Regions from separate parts of the Macaca mulatta genome. Here region 1 is linked to region 2. The links are chromatin contacts, called in public Hi-C maps. All regions are on one chromosome and are shown on one strand. The core of a region is the stretch at or near the end of the contact, and the rest is flanking DNA. Distances in the headings are between cores, read along the strand shown.

Evidence for each region. A called contact is a pair of places that touch in the nucleus more often than the background predicts.
Region 1: a Hi-C map of CD4 T cells shows a contact between it and region 2, with 2.9 times the contacts expected there. The contact joins the promoter of PPP1R27 here to the promoter of MRPL12 in region 2. A contact is called at or near these places in 2 of 14 Hi-C or Micro-C datasets (CD4 T cells and fetal cortex germinal zone).

What each region holds. Positions count from the first base shown.
Region 1 is chr16:91,488,445-91,491,937 of T2T-MMU8v2.0, forward strand. PPP1R27 (protein phosphatase 1 regulatory subunit 27) reads right to left here and starts at 1,906. Exons shown (of 3, transcript NM_001194537.2): 1 at 1,626-1,906; 2 at 1,366-1,516; 3 at 340-700. The coding sequence starts at 1,815. The coding sequence ends at 577. MCRIP1 (MAPK regulated corepressor interacting protein 1) reads right to left here. Exons shown (of 6, transcript XM_077973379.1): 2 at 86-116.
Region 2 is chr16:91,413,142-91,416,593 of T2T-MMU8v2.0, forward strand. It overlaps MRPL12 (mitochondrial ribosomal protein L12), which reads left to right and starts at 1,764. Exons shown (of 5, transcript NM_001266331.1): 1 at 1,764-1,940; 2 at 2,615-2,801; 3 at 3,004-3,087. The coding sequence starts at 1,867. LOC144336074 (a long non-coding RNA gene) reads right to left here. Exons shown (of 2, transcript XR_013407496.1): 2 at 1,819-3,302. It overlaps HGS (hepatocyte growth factor-regulated tyrosine kinase substrate), which reads left to right. Exons shown (of 22, transcript NM_001261611.2): 22 at 1-436.

The DNA.
Region 1 (3,493 bases), core at 656-3,155, 75 kb after region 2:
CCGCGGCAGCCCGGCGACACCAGGGCGGGGCCCAGCCGCGCCCGCCCCGCCCCGTCCCCGCCGCCCGGCGCCGCACCCGCCTCACCTCACCCCGACCCGCCGCCACCGCCTCTTCCAGCTGGGAGGCCCCGCCGGAAATGACGCCACCGCCGGCTGCGCAGGCGCAGACGCAGCGCGCTCCCACGTGACCGCCCGGCACGCGGAGGGCGGGGGCGGCCGGGATTCCCGGGCGGGGTCGGGGCTCGTGGCGGCAGCTCTGGGCCGGCCCGGCCTGGACGGTGAGCGCCGCTGGCCACCGGCAGCGGCGGGAGCCCAGTAATCAGGACACCACCACAAGCACCACCTGTGTAGACCCAGGCCCCCTCACCTGGGAGTCACGTTTATTGAAAAAGTAAAAAGTGTCACAGTAAAAAATTCACCTGGAGACAAAGCCAGGCCTAGGAGGGGTGGCGGGGTCGTGGAGGGACGGGTCCGGCCGCCCCTGGCCCACGGGTGGGGCACGTGCTGGCCCCGGGGCGACCCGCGGCTTCCCCAGGGAGGCGGCCCTGGGCGCGGGGGCGGGCGGGCAGAGCTGGCTCAGTCCATCGTGGCCCCTTTGAAGAGCTCCACCAGCTCCTTGAAGTCCGGGTCGATGAGGTCGGAGGGCAGGTCGCCATCGTCGTTGGCTGCGTCCCTGTCCGCTCCCAGGGAGATAAGGTACCTGGGGTGCAAAGTCGCCCTGGCTGAAGCGGGGAGGAGCCGGGAGAGTGCTCGTCCCCACCCAGGTCAGAGGGCCAGAGTCCTGGGGTCACCTGTGTGTCCCCCACCTTCGGGTCTCAAGGTCCGGGTAGGGTGAGGAGGAAGAAACCTGACCCTTTGGAAGCTGTGGCCAGCTTTTCAAGTTGGCTCTGTTGAGGACAAGGGCAGAAACAGGATTCCAGAAGCTTTTAGGGTTTGTAGGGTTCTTTTTTTGTTGTTGTTGCCGCTGTTTTTAGAGACAGAGTTTCGCTCTTATCACCCAGGCTGGAGTGCAGTGGCATGATCTCCACTCAGGGCAACCTCCGCCTCCCGGGTTCAAGCAATTCTCCTGCCTCAGCCTTGAGTATCTGGGATTACAGGCATGCGCCACCACGCCCGGCTAGTTTTGTATTTTTAGTAGTGAAGGGGTTTCTCCATGTTGGCCAGGCTGGTCACGAACTCCTGACCTCAGGTGATCCGCCCACCTCAGCCTCCCAAAGGGCTGGGATTACACGCCTGAGGCACCGTGCTCAGCCCGTATGGTTCTTGCCTACACCACCAGGACCACATTTTGGGGCCCACATCCTGGGGGCCCACTGAGGCCTGGAGGGGTCGAGTTCAACCCTGTGTAGACCCAGGCCCCCTCACCTGGCTATGTCGGGGTACCCGTCGCTGCAGGCAATGTGCAGGGGTGTCCAGCCCGCCTCATCTCGCTGGTGAATGTCGGCTCCGTATTTGACCAGCAGCTTCACGCATTCCAGGTTTCCAGACAGCACGGCTTCATGCAAGGCGGCCAGGCCTGGGCAGGGAGGAAGGGAGGGGTCAAGACTGAGCCTCAGGTCGGGTCCTCCTTGCTGGCTTCCACCCCACCCCACAGCCCCTGGCCAGCTCTTCCAGGGCTTGCTCACCTGAGGGATGTATCGTGGCCAGGGAGACTTTCTGAGCCCGGATGAAACGCCGCACCTGCTCCAGGTCACCCTGACGGATGTGGTCCAGGAACAGAACATCATTAGGGAAACGCACGCTGCGATCAGCCAGCATCCGTCGCCGCCGCTGCCGTGGGCTGTAGCGGGCATAGCGGGCAGTTCTGCTAGGCATCTTGGGCGCTGTGGGGCAGGGTGTCCCTGGGGATCCTACTGCGCTGGGGTTAATAATGTGTCCGGCCCCAACCAGATCAGCTTGAGGGCTCCTGTCGGACGAGCCCCGGCCTCTGACTTGCTTATATAGGGCTCAGGGGCTATATAAAGCTGCACGGTCATCCTCCCCGGCGCGAGGGGCTGAAACTGAGCTGCACCCCCGCCCCGCGCCCCAGATCATGTTTAGTGACTCATCTTTCAGCCCACCTGTCACCGTGCCCGGCCAAAGGGGTCAGATCATTCCTGCCTGTCGCTCCCTGCCACACAGCTGGACCTAGAAGGTGCCTTACTGAGGGTGGGAGGAGGCACTGGTGCAGAGCCCATGAGATAGCTAGGAATGCGAGGTCAAGGGCACAGTAGGTACCAAGGTCATTGGAAGGGCTTGCTCTCTACCTCCTGGAGAGTGAGGGGCGGCCACCCCCTCCACATCTGCAGAAGCACAAGTCCACCGTGCCATGGGGAAACAGGTCTGAGCCCCAGCGGCCACCCCGTCTACATCTCCAGAAGCACAGGTCCACTGTGCCATATGGGGTAACGGGCCTGAGCCCCTCCATCTCCCTACCTGTCAGTTTTCACCTTCTAGCGTGGCTTGCCTCACTCTCAAGTTTTCCCAAAACTACTCTGATGCCCAAGGCGGGTGGATCACAAGGTCTGGAGATCGAGACCATCCTGGCTAACACGGCGACAAAAACTACTCTGATGGTGCTGGCTCGTGCTCAGAAACCCCCCAGGCATCATTGGCTGGGATCTCAGTGCCTCAGGCCCCTGCTCAGTCAGTCCTGCGACCCTTCCTCCACATGCCTGGCTCCCCTGCCTCACATCCCTGCAGGGGCAGGGTGTTCCCTACACACTCATGGGTTCACCCTGCACGGTGTCTCTGCATTCCAGGTTTGACACACGTACTCACACTTAAGGTGGTGTCCAGTTAGCTCTCCACATTCAGGGACCATCACACCCTGGGTGGTGTGCTCTCTCTGCCCTGCCTCTGTGATCTTACTTTTAGAAGCACAGCCAAGGGATTTATTTATTTATTTATTTTAAGATGGAATCTCGCTTTGTCACCCAGGCTGGAGTGCAGTGGCGCAATCTCGGCTCACTGCAAGCTCCGCCTCCTGGGTTCACACCATTCTCCTGTCTCAGCCTCCCAAGTAGCTGGGACTACAGGCGCACGCCATCACACCCAGCTAACTTTTTCGTATTTTTAGTAGAGACGGGGTTTCACCGTGTTAGCCAGGATGGTCTCGATCTGCTGACCTTGTGATTCGCCCACCTCGGCCTCCCAAAGTGCTGGGATTACAGGTGTGAACCACCGCGCCTAGCCAAGGGAATTTTTAAAACTCATGTTCCAACAGGCTCTTCATTGCTGGCTGCCTTTACTTTTGCAACAGCCCTAGTGGAGGTCCAAAGTGGGGCTTGGACTACAGGACATGAGCAAGTGGATGGGATGGGACACAGACACAGAGTTGACCAGGGAGGTCTTTGTGGTCAGGGACAGCCATCGATTGTGCTGGGAACACTGCAGCACTTGAAGCTGGCTGGATGAGTCTGCTGGGGCTATCTTGACAGACCACAGACTGAGTGGCTTAAAAAAACAGATGATCGGCCGGGCGCGGTGGCTCAAGCCTGTAATCCCAGCACTT
Region 2 (3,452 bases), core at 514-3,013:
TCCCTGTCCTCTACTGCTGGTAGTGTCCCTTCTCTGCGAGTGAGGGGGGGCTTTCACCCCAAGCCCACCTTCCTTCTTGTCCTCAGCCCGCTGCAGTCCCTGAGTTGGTCTCTGCTTTCTTTCCCCAAGGCTGGGCCACGGGGAGGGAAGGTGGGAGGGAAGGACCTTCTCCCAGGGGAAGCCCCCAGCCCTGTGGGTTATGGTCTGTGAGAAGTGGCAGGAATGGGGACCCTCACCCCCCCGAGCAGCCTGTGCCCTCTGGCCCCACTGTGAGCTGGCTGTGGTGTCTGGGTGTGGCCTGGGGCTCCCTCTCCAGGGGCCTCTCGGCAGCCACAGCCAAGGGTGGAGGCTTCAGGTCTCCAGCTTCTCTGCTTCTCAGCTGTCATCTCCAGTGCCCCAGAATGGTACAGCGATAATAAAATCTATTTCAGAAAGCATCAGCGTTTTTTTTTTTTTTTTACTAATTTTTTTGAGATGGAGTCTCACTCTGTCACCCAGGCTGGAGTGAGGTGGTGATCTCCACTCACTGCAAGCTCTGCCTCCCGGATTCAAGCGATTCTTGAGCCTCAGCCTCCCAAGTAGCTGGGACTACAGGTGCACGCCATTACCATGCCTGTCTAGTTTTTGTATTTTTTAGTAGCGACGGTGTTTCACCATGTTGGCCAGGCTGGTCGTGAACGCCTAACCTCAGGTGATCCACCTGCCTCTGCCGCCTAAAGTTCTGGGATTACAGGCGTGAGCCACTGCGCCCGGCCTGCATCAGCGTTTGCTCAGGGGGCAGGTGGTCCGGCTGACGGCCCAGCTGCGGGCAGGGTCCTGTCCAGCCTGTCCCTCCCTGAGGCTGCGTGCCAGGGGTCACCTGTGCCCTGCGCGGCTCTACACCGCCGGTGGCTGGTGAGGAGTTTGGGCTTGGCGCCGCCTCCGTATAGTGGCTGAAGCTTCCCGAGCGCTCCTCATTCCTGGGAAGGGAGCCGGATAATGGGAAGGGTGGGGGCTCAGCGCTCCGAGTCCGCGGCCGGGGGCTGGCAGGGCTGAAACCCGCCTCCCGAGTGTTGAAAGCGGCAGGCGCCGGCCTTTGCACCCAGAGGCCAGGGCGTCTCACGCACCTTCACATCCGGGCCTCTTAGGGGGGCGCGGCTTTGGCTTTTCCAGGAAGGAATGGACTCGAACGGAGAGGGAAAGCGGAGGTGTGGAGAGGCCGGCAGGATAAGCAGGCACTGGGCCCAGGCCGCCTCTGGAGGCTCCGCCTGTTCTGATGTGAAGGCGGAGGCTCAGCCGCGCTCTCCCAGGAAGCCACCTGGGCGTTTGGGGCTTTAGCTAGGAAAAAAGACGATGCTTGCGGCTGCGAAGGCGCCAAGGCCCAGAGCTCGCGCCTCCGCCCGCGACGGCGGCACTGGTGGCCCCGAGCGGGCTGGAGACGCGGGTTACTGCCGGCTTCGGGGCCCAGCCTCGGCCGCGACGTTCGCTCGTATCGCGCACGGACAGAAACCCGTGAGCCCTGGAGAAAGAACACGTGAATCCGCAGCCCCCAGTCCCCGTCGCTCCTTTGCGCGACCCCAAAACCCGACAGGAAGAGGGCAGCCCGCTGCCCACCTGCCGCGACAAACGACGATTTTGCGTCTGCGCGGCGCGCCGCCTTGTGGGTAATCTCAGGATGAGACGTGCTAGCGCGAGGTGCGGCTAGAGCGCCATTGCCGGCTCGAATGCCCAGCGGCTGCGGCGGCTAGAGCGTCCCTCCCCAGTTCGAATGCCCGGCGGCTGTGGCGGCTAGAGCGTCGCTCCTCAGCTCGAATCCCCGGCGGCCGAGGCGGCTAGAGCGTCGCCTCCTCCCGGGGAACCGCGTGTGACCTTCCAACCCGCGGACCGATGCTGCCGGCGGCCGCTCGCCCCCTGTGGGGGCCTTGCCTTGGGCTTCGGGCTGCTGCGTTCCGCCTTGCTAGGTACGCGGGATCCTGGGGCGCCAGGACTGGGCCGGTGGGCAGGGTAGGGGACGGGCGGGCACTGAGGGGTCGATCCGGGCGGAGGCGGGCAGCGGGGCCGGCCTCCCTACAGCGGCCAGGCCGGGCTTGGGGGTCCTACTGGGGGCTGGGGAGGAGGCCTCCCGGTGCGCAAGTCCCTTCCTTCCTGGGCCGTGGAAAGCGCCAGGGTCGGCCCCAGATGACCTTGGACGATTCCCTGCTCCTCCCCCGGCCTCAGCCATCTCCGCAGCAAAGGCCCATCCATGGGTGCGGCGTTTTGCGGCCAGGGGGCCCCACGTTTTGGGAGGTTTTGCTCAGGAAGATGCACCTAAGTAATAGTTTCACCACCGCTGGGTTGATGTAGTTCATTCACACCAGAAGCTTGAGGTTTGAGTGGTATAGCTGCAAGTAAACACGTGGCTTTCTAAGGCTCTTTGAAGAATTTAAAGTAACTTGCAAATCTTACCAATACGGACCCCTTGAGATCTGAGAACCCTGGACTGGGACCAAGGAGCTAGGTAATTTCCGGCCCTAGTGATTATCAGCCTGAGCTTATGGCACCCATCAGTCCCCCAGTTCTGTCCTGTCCCCCTGGTCTCTGCAGCCCCTTCCATTCCAGGACTGACAGGTCTGTTTGAATTGGGGGTGGGGGCTAGGCGACAGGTGCCATGCGTCTGTGCCATGCGACATATGAGGAGTAGCGGCCATCGGAGGTGTGAGGCCCTTGCTGGTGCACCCCTGGATAACGCCCCCAAGGAGTACCCCCCCAAGATTCAGCAACTGGTCCAGGACATCGCCAGCCTCACTCTCCTGGAAATCTCAGACCTCAACGAGCTCCTGAAGGTATCATGAGAGGGTGGCACAGACCCAGGGGCTGGAAGTTTGGGAGCCCCTGTGTTTTGTTCCTGGTGTATTTTGGGAGTTTAGCAAATTGTCAGAAGTGTGTTTGTCCAGGTGCAAGGTCCATGCCAGGCTAGTTGCCCCTCCTCAGTAGGTTCCGGCTGGTGTGAGGGCCAGCTGTGGACACTGTTCTCTATCTCTGCAGAAAACGTTGAAGATCCAGGATGTTGGGCTTGTGCCAATGGGTGGTGTGATGCCTGGGGCTGTCCCTGCTGCAGCAGCCCAGGAGGTGAGTCCTGGGCAGAAAGAGGCATTTCTGTGGTGCCTAGTTCGCCTATGGCCTCATGTGCCATGGTTCGGTATCTCAGGTTCTGCAGCTGCCGTCATTGTCTGCAGCCTGCACACCTGTGCCGGCCTCCTGCAGCCTCCTGGGACCTACCCCCTTCCATGGATGTACAAGTCTTTGCATGTGGAGGCCATGTTTCTAATGGAGGGAAACAGACACTAAGCTAAGAGAGGAAAAAGGCTGGGCGTGGTGGCTCACGCCTGTAATCCCAGTGCTTTGGGAGGCCGAAATGGGTGGATTCACTTGAGGTCAGGAGTTCGAGGCCAGCCTGGCCAACATGGTGAGACCCCGTCTCTACTAAAAATGCA